Regions from separate parts of the Pan troglodytes genome. Here region 2 is linked to region 1. The links are chromatin contacts, called in public Hi-C maps. All regions are on one chromosome and are shown on one strand. Each heading gives the region's core, a stretch centred on a gene start, on an enhancer-like site or on the middle of the called end of the contact. The rest is flanking DNA. Distances are from core to core; before and after follow the strand shown. Region 1 holds the start of CCDC115 (coiled-coil domain containing 115). Region 2 holds the start of LOC459622 (neurobeachin-like).

The links. Hi-C and Micro-C count contacts between places; a contact is called where the count stands out from the background.
Region 2: a Hi-C map of blood shows a contact between it and region 1, with 8 times the contacts expected there. The contact joins the promoter of LOC459622 here to the promoter of CCDC115 in region 1. A contact is called at or near these places in 3 of 7 Hi-C or Micro-C datasets (blood, induced pluripotent stem cells and stem cell-derived neural progenitor cells) and 1 of 1 datasets of contacts at active chromatin or transcription factors (stem cell-derived excitatory neurons).

Annotation. Positions count from the first base shown.
Region 1 is chr13:32,256,636-32,261,153 of NHGRI_mPanTro3-v2.0_pri, forward strand. It overlaps CCDC115 (coiled-coil domain containing 115), which reads left to right and starts at 1,386. Exons shown (of 5, transcript XM_001142734.7): 1 at 1,386-1,934; 2 at 2,005-2,108; 3 at 2,200-2,282; 4 at 2,912-3,043. The coding sequence starts at 1,824. IMP4 (IMP U3 small nucleolar ribonucleoprotein 4) reads right to left here and starts at 1,114. Exons shown (of 8, transcript XM_009443286.4): 1 at 1,014-1,114; 2 at 755-863. The coding sequence starts at 1,016.
Region 2 is chr13:32,616,163-32,620,311 of NHGRI_mPanTro3-v2.0_pri, forward strand. LOC459622 (neurobeachin-like) reads left to right here and starts at 1,901. Exons shown (of 9, transcript XR_010150040.1): 1 at 1,901-2,035; 2 at 4,147-4,149.

The DNA.
Region 1 (4,518 bases), core at 136-2,635:
GATGCCCACAGCGCTTCGAAGGCATGGCTTCAGCGGGCCCTGGACCGCAGGCTGCCTACCGCAGAGCACAGCGCTCCAGGTGCGCACTCGGGGCCAGCACTGTTCTCCACGGAGCTCAGAGGAACTCCTGCAGGGAGGATGGGCAGCGCAGTCTGCAGCACCAGCGCTATCCAGATAGTCTTTAGAGAGAATTTCTTTTTTTTTTTTTTTGAGACGGAGTCTTGCTTTTTTGCCCAGGCTGGAGTGCAGTGGCAGGATCTCGGCTCACTGCAACCTCCGCCTCCCGGGTTCAAGCGATTCTCCTGCCTCAGCCTCCTGAGTAGCTGGGATTACAGGCGCGTGCCACCACGGCCGGCTAATTTTTGTATGTTTAGTAGAGACGAGATTTCACCATGTTGGTCAGGCTCGAACTCCTGACCTCATGATCCGCCTGCCTCGGCCTCCCAAAGTGCTGGGATTACAGCAGTGAGCCACCGCTCTAAAGAGAATTTCTACAGGACAAGATAAAGTCTTTAAAACTTGGGACGAACTTGACACACTGCACACAGCGGGCAAGCTGCAAAACCCGGGTACTGCAACGTCAGTGACAAGTAATTAATACCATCACACCGAAGAAAGACTCTCAAAACCAACAGGAGAACTCAATGAGCAAGGAAAACGGCCGGCAAGCATTTGGAAAGACGCTCGGATATTCGAACACAAATGCATGCCGGGGTGGTTTACCACGCAGACGCCCGCGGGGCCGACGCCTTACCTTCCAGCGCGCGCCGCAGCCGCTCCTTCCTCTCCTGGGCTGAGCGCTGCGCCTCCTCCCGGGCCTTGCGGTACAGGTACTCGCGGCGCAGGCGGGCCTCGCGGCGCAGCTGTGGGAACAGCAGGCCCAGTCACTCACTACTCGCTCCCGAGCCCCGGAACCCCGGAGCCCCGGAGCCGCTGAGCCTCCAAGTCCCCAGAGCCACATCCCCAGCACTTCACGCGCCCCGGACCTCCGAAACAGGAGCTCATTCTCCTACCATCTTGAGTGCCGCTTCCACGTGGGTCCGGGAGAATCTGTGGGCTCCTCCAGCGCGACACAGTCCTCACTTCCGCCCTCAACCAAGATGGTCCCTTAGACGCTTCACTGGTGCCTGCAGCTGTGGGGAATGCCCTATGTTAAGATGGCGAATAGGGCGGGGACATCTCAAAGCGATTGGCCATTCCGGCAGGGCGTTCTCCTTGGGATAACCAATAGACTGGATACAGAGTGTCACACGTGACTTAGTACCGCAGCTAATAAATATGTCCGCCCAGGCTTCTCCATCCCCGCCCTCCCCCGACCACCGCCGTGCAGAATGCAGTTTTCAGATGACGAACCGCTAAAACAATCATAATTAGCGGCTGGAAACAGTTCAACTGTAAAAACCGCACACCGACTCAAGGTTGCTTGCCGGCTCCTTTCCAAATTAACTTTAAAACCACTCTTCCCTCAACCAAAATGGTTTCTGTAGAGCTTCGCCTTCTTCCATCGCCACAACAGTGGCGCGACTTCTAAGATTCGGCAGCTTCCGGAAGGACTCAGAACCACCTATAACCCTAGCCGACAGTTCAGCAGGCTGATCCACTTGGGGGCTAATTGGAGAAACCAGTTGATTGGTTGCTTCCGTGCTGCTTCTCTAAGGGCGCTTGCCCTTAAAGAAGCTGACCCAGAGGCCTTGGTGCTGCCGGCGTGGGGATCCCCAGATGGGAACGCCCCTTGATGGAGGATCTCGTGTGCCTATTGGCTGTCCTGCCAAACTGCGGAGGGTGACAAGGAAGAAGGTGGCTCCAGATCTGGAGGTGTGTCCATGGCGGCGCTTGACCTGCGAGCGGAGCTGGATTCGCTGGTCCTGCAGCTGCTTGGGGACCTGGAGGAGCTGGAGGGGAAACGAACGGTGTTGAACGCCCGGGTGGAGGAGGTAGGCGCCTGGGGCGGGCAGGAGGGTACACGGGCGTAAACTGAGTCTCACCGCTTTCCTCTCCCTGCAGGGCTGGCTCTCGCTCGCCAAGGCTCGCTACGCGATGGGCGCCAAGTCGGTGGGGCCCCTGCAGTATGCTTCCCACATGGAGCCCCAGGTCTGCCTCCACGCCAGGTGAGGAAGCTTCCATGCTGGGCTGGGTGGGCGGGCGGGCGCGTTCTAGGCCCGGGCTGCCAAAGCTCCATCCTCCCTTCTCGTCCTTCAGCGAGGCCCAGGAGGGACTCCAGAAGTTCAAGGTGGTGAGAGCTGGTGTCCACGCCCCAGAGGAGGTGGGGCCTCGCGAAGCAGGTGAGCCCCCTCTTCCTTCTGCAGAACCCCTTCCCAGTGTCAAAGACAAAATGCAAATTATGGAGATGATTTAAATTAGGTTTTTGCGATAAGAGAGAGCATCCCAGAGCAGAAGAACAGAATGTTTTTGTAGGGTGGTTTTGCCTTAGACTTTTATAGGAAGTAGAGAAATTGTTGGTGAGTTGCTTTACACTGGGAATAGATTTACAATCACATACGTTTCAGTCAGCTGAACAGAAAATATTTATCTGTGTGTCTAGCTAGTTTCAGAGGGACAAACTTCTAATCCCAGTTAATCATTCCTGAGACAAAGAATGGGGAGTTGGAACGTCTGTGTCTGGTCAGTTGGCATGTTCAGGTACAATGGGTAAGGTCGGTGTCACAGGCAAACAGGGTCATCAGTGGGTCTTACAGGAGTCACGGGAAAGAGTGAACAAACAGTCTCATCTGAATCACAAGGGGAAAGGCTGTGTTTTGTGGTAAGCTGTTTCCTGGAACCCCAAAGTTGGAATTTTCCAACCAACAATGTTTTATAGAATCATGAGCTCAGATCAAGCTCAACATTGTCACCAAGATGATAAAGGTCCAGGGAGTAAGATCCCAGCCTCCTCCAACCTTTCTTTCCTCAGGTCTGCGGAGGCGCAAGGGCCCCACTAAGACCCCAGAACCGGAGTCCTCTGAGGCCCCTCAGGACCCCCTGAACTGGTTTGGAATCCTAGTTCCTCACAGTCTACGTCAGGCTCAAGCAAGCTTCCGGGATGGTGAGTGGACCCTGTTGTTTGGCTCTGTGGCCCTCAGACCCTCTATCCACAGGGAACACTTGAGCACTGCTGCCATGGCTGGGGTTAGTCTGTGAAAGGCTTTGCAGGTTTTCCTCCATCCAAACTTCCGTTGTACACCCATTGTTTTTTCCAAAAGCATTTACTGGTTGTTGGCAGCATTCGGGTTCATGCTAGCTGCTGGGGATACAGCAGGGAACAAAAGAGACAAACACCTTTCATGTAATGTTTAGAAGCAGAGAAAGGCAACGTGCAAATAAGTAGGCCCTTAACATAAGTCAGGCTGTGAAAATTGTTATGAAAAACACATAATGGAGTGGGACAGGAGTGGGCCAGGGGAGGTCTCTCTGAGGAGGTGAAGGAAAAGCTTTGTGGGTGATTTTGGGGAACAGTGCTCTAGATGGAGGAACCAGCCAGGACAAAAGCCCTGAAGCCAGATATATCTGGTATGTGCTGAGGCCGGTGGCCTAGAGTGGAGTCAGGTGACGTAAGCCCTGATGAAGACTGTGGGACCCACAGAGAGGCTCTGAGCAGAGGATGGTGCAACTGGCTGTATAGGGTCACAGGAATGCTTGGGTGCTGGGCGGGGACACAGAGCAGAGGGAGGAAGCAGGTGTCAGGGAGCAGCCAGTGTGAGAAGCAGATAGCGTCACTGGAGGAGGAGGTAAGTGGTGGGAACCTGCACAGGTTTTAAGAATAGAAGCCCCAGAATTTGCTGACAGATAAGATATGGGAGTAACGGAAGGAAAGGAGTCCAGGAGAGCCTGCGGTCTCCACCCAGAACCCCTGGGAGGATGGAGCGACCCTCACCTGCTGTGGGCAGCTGAGAGGATTCCAGAAGGCAGGAGTTGGTGTGGTCTGTGTGGTGTCCACCGACGCCCTGCTGGAGAGTCTGAGTGGGCACTTGGGCACATGTATCTGGAGTTTGGGAGAGGCCTGGGCTGGAGAGAGATTTGGGAGTCCACTGCATAGCACTGGTGTTTAAATTCCAAAGTTTTTGACACAAACACTGGTTTAAAGCTGAGATAGGATGAGATCAGCAGAGGGCCTGGGGAGTATGGACGGGAGGTGAGGGAGAAGAGGGGAGAAGCCAGTCAAGGAAACTGAGGAGCAACACCTGGGGGCAGGTGTCCTGGAGGCCAAGAAGAGAAAGTGTTTCCTGGAGCGAGTGATCCAATGTGTGGTCAGCCCTGCTGCTGAACAGGAGGCCGAAGACGAGAGCTGCCTGGAGGACTGGGCAGCAGCTGTTCCAGCAGAGACATCAGCAAAAGCCATCTAGAGGTGGATCCAGAGTGTGGACTAACAGAGAAAAGAAGTGGAGGGAGAGCAGGTGAGGGCAGAGAGATGCTGTAATAATGGGGGAAGGAAGGAAATGAGGGCATGAAATGGTATCTGTGAATTTTTAGTTCCTGGTGGGTGATATAATGGGTCCAGGAAGTCTAAGGAGGTGACATTTT
Region 2 (4,149 bases), core at 651-3,150, 360 kb after region 1:
TAACTATTGCCCAGGAAAAGGCCCAGAATTTAATAAAGATGAGGCCCCTGGCAGTGAAGTGCTGGATGAGGCGCACCCCCTGGGGCATACCTGAACCTCCCCCAGGGCCTCGGCTGTGAGCTTTGATTATAGACACACCTGTGCCACAGCCCCTTCAGACTGCTCCCTTCACCTCTGAAAAACCAGACAGGATGCTTCTGTTCCTGGAAATGTGAATGCCCTTCGTGTGTTTTTTACTTTGACTATAAACTCATCTGCACCCAAAATATAGACTCCCACACAATAATAACGGGAGACTTTAACACCCTACTGTCAACATTAGACAGATCAACGAGACAGAAAGTTAACAAGGATATCCAGGAATTGAACTCAGCTCTGCACCAAGCAGACCTAATAGACATCTACAGAACTCTCCACCCCAAATCAACAGAATATACATTCTTCTTAGCACCGCACAGCACTTATTCCAAAATTGACCACATAGTTGGAAGTAAAGCACTCCTCAGCAAATGTAAAAGAACAGAAATTATAACAAACTGTCTCTCAGACCACAGTGCAATCAAACTAGAACTCAGGATTAAGAAACTCACTCAAAACCACTCAACTACATGGAAACTGAACAAGCTGCTCCTGAATGACTACTGGGTATATAACAAAATGAAGGCAGAAATAAAGATGTTCTTCGAAACCAATGAGAACAAAGACACAACATACCAGAATCTCTGAGACACATTTAAAGCAGTGTGTAGAGGGAAATTTATAGCACTAAATGCCCACAAGAGAAAGCAGGAAAGATCTAAAATTGACACCCTAACATCATAATGAAAAGAACTAGAGAAGCAACAGCAAACACATTCAAAAGCTAGCAGAAGGCAAGAAATAAGTAAGATCAGAGCAGAACTGAAGGAAATAGAGACACAAAAAACCCTTCAAAAAAATCAATGAATCCAGGAGCTGGTTTTTTGAAAAGATCAACAAAATTGATAGACCGCTAGCAAGACTCATAAAGAAGAAAAGAGAGAAGAATCAAATAGACGCAATAAAAAATGATAAAGGGGATATCACCACTGATCCCACAGAAATACAAGCTACCATCAGAGAATACTACAAACACCTCTACGCAAATAAACTAGAAAATCTAGAAGAAATGGATAAATTCCTCGACACATACACCCTCCCAAGACTAAACCAGGAAGAAGCTGAATCTCTGAATAGACCAATAACAGGCTCTGAAATTGAGGAAATAATTAATAGCCTCTCCCTGGGAATGGGCGGGCCTGGGTCCAGTCCACAGGGCCCCTCGTGGGCCCTGATGAAGGAAAGAGTTGAGATGGGGGCAGCGCTGGACCCCAGGGCCCCTGCCTGCCTCCTGGAGAGCCCGGTGACCCAGGCAGCCCTGGTGAGGCTGTGGGTGTCTGGGCCATAGCGAGGCCCGCGAGCTCCCACAGGACAGATGCGGACAGTGAGGCCCGGGAGGCCCTGCTGCCCTCCGGACTGTCCCTCCAGCCCCCAGCTTTCTGTGGTTCTCTGGGCCCCCTCTGCAGAGGGGCAGGGGAGCCCACCCTGGATCCTGAGACGCCAAGCTTGAGGGACCCCCAGAGCTCTAGCGAGGCTGCTTCCTCTGCGGATGGTGAAGCTGAGGTCCAGAGGAGGGCAGGGGCAGGTCCTGGGCGCTCCCTAGGCAAAGGGAGCCGATCTCCGGGAGGCGGTCACAGGGAGCGCTCCTGCGACTTCTAGGGCCCGAAAGCTGGGGAGGATGAGAGACCAGGGGCCTTTCGTCGTCCTCTGGGGCTGGGCAGAGGCTCAGCCTGTGCCGCAACCCTAAGCGGCTTCTGGCAAGTCCGAGCCGCGGTCCCTTTAAGAGGGGGTGGAGCTTCAACCTGGCACTAGGGATGCTGCCAGCGTGCGTGTCCCTACGGAGCTGAGACTGCACTTCCTGCGACGCCCCTGCAGCAGCAGCAGCGTGGTCAGAGCGAGCTTCTGAGAAGCGGTGGTGGGTTCCATGTGATGGTGGAGTAGGAGACGGGTCTCCGCGGTAAGTGGCGGGGGCGTGGACCCCACCGGGAACCCTCCCTGCTCCTTCCCTGCCTCTGCCTGTTTTCGTGCCCGCACTTCTTCGTGGGCATCTGGGCCCGAGTCCTCCGCTTGGGGGCGGTTGTGCGGTCCTGGCTACTGCAGCGTCCGCACCCCGGCCGGGAAGGCTATGCCAATGTCCGACCCGCGTCCAGCGTATAGGAGCGCCCTGGCCCACAGCTGGCGGTAAAACGCGGGACCTGGGTCCCTCGGAGCCCCAGGGGCCTCTGAGCTGGAGTCTAGGATTATTTTTGATGCCTCAGCACCTTTAAAAAGAGACCTCGCTAGAGCAGCGGGCATCTGTATTTTCAGTTCTTTGAGGAGTCTCCAGCTATTTAGCTGTTTTCCATGGTGTGTATCCTAATTTTCATTTCCACCTACAGTGTATGAGTTTCCCTTTCTCCAAAACCACACCCGCATTCCTACTATTTTTGGTTTGGGGTTTGTTTTGTTTTTGTTTTTGTTTTTGTTTTGAGACGGAGTCTTGCTCTGTCTTACAGGCTGGAGTGCAGTGGCGCCATCTCGGCCGACTGCAACCTCTGCCTGGTTTAAGCAAGTCTCCTGTCTCAGCCTCCAGAGTACCTGGGACTACAGGCGCCTGCCACCATGCCCAGCTAATTTTTGTATTTTTAGTAGAGATGGGGTTTCACGATATTGGTCAGGCTGGTCTCAAACTCCTGACCTCAGGTGACCCACCTGCCTCAGCCTCGCAAAGTGCAGAGATTACAGGCATGAGACACCGTTCCCAGCCTCTCCTATTTTTTTATAAAAACAAGGAATATTCAATAAGTGTGAGATTATCTCTGTGTGGTTTTGAATTACAGTTTTCTAATGAATAGTTTATTTTGAGGACCTTATCTCTTATTTGTTGTTCGATTTTATGGCTGTGCAGAATTGTCCAGGTTCTTTGCAAAATATTAGATTGGATGCTTTTGCTACTTTGTAGTGTTTTTTGTGTTCATATTAGATGACAACTCCTCGTGAATTACAAGATTGCCTGAAATTTTTGCCTAATCTATAGGATGCTTTTTTAATTGGAAAGTAGTTTTCTTTGATGTGCAGAAACTTTTCATGTTGATGTAGTCAACATGATATTTATTTTTGCGTTTCATGCATGTAATTTTCGTCACCCATATAAGAAAATAATATGTCAGTGACAAAGCATTTAATTGTCAATGAGGTTTTTCTTCCAGGGTGTTTATTTTCCTCTTTGCAAAGGTGAGCAGAGATTCAAGTGACCCAAAATATATGCTCATCCTGTGTTTTAGTTAAAAACATTTTGTGGTTTATGGTCTTTTGTTTTGCCTTCAATTTGGGGGAGTGGGTGTTCATTTTCATACATCGTGTAAAATAAGGTCCTATTTCTCGCTTCTGCATCTGGATATCATTTTTCTCAAAGGTATTCATTCTCTGCCTTCCACATTGCAGTGTTCTTTATCAAAGTCAGTTGATTGTGTCCATATTTGTGTTGATCATGTTTTTGTCCTCCCTGTTTTTGTCCATAGTTTATGCAAGTATCATATATCAGCTGTATAACTACAACTTGGCAGTGTAATTTGATATTGAGGATTGTGGGTCTTCACTTTGTATTTCTCAGGATTCCTTTAGATATTCATTGCTTTTGTGGTTCCCTGTGATTTTTAGCAATACGTATTTATTTCTGTTAACTTTTTTTCACAACATAAAGGTCCATAATTAGGGGTACATTTTCATACATATAGATTGGGTAATGATCAAATCAGGGTACTTAGGATCTCTATTTGCTCGTCCAGGTTTTTTTTTTTTTTTGTGGGGAGAACATTCAAAATTCTCCCTTCTTACTCTAGAAAAATATGATATTGTTAACTCCAGTCACCAGGCTGAGGAGGAGAACCTCAGATTTGTTCCTTTAATGTTAAGATAACTTTGTTTCCATAATCAATCCTTCCCCATTCCCCCTCTATCTCCCAAACTCTGGTAACCAATATTGTGCTTTCTACTTCATTAAGATAAACATCTTAAGATTTCACATGAGTGGTATCATGCAGTGTTTTTCTAGGCCTAGCTCATTACATTTAACATAATGTTTTCCAGGTT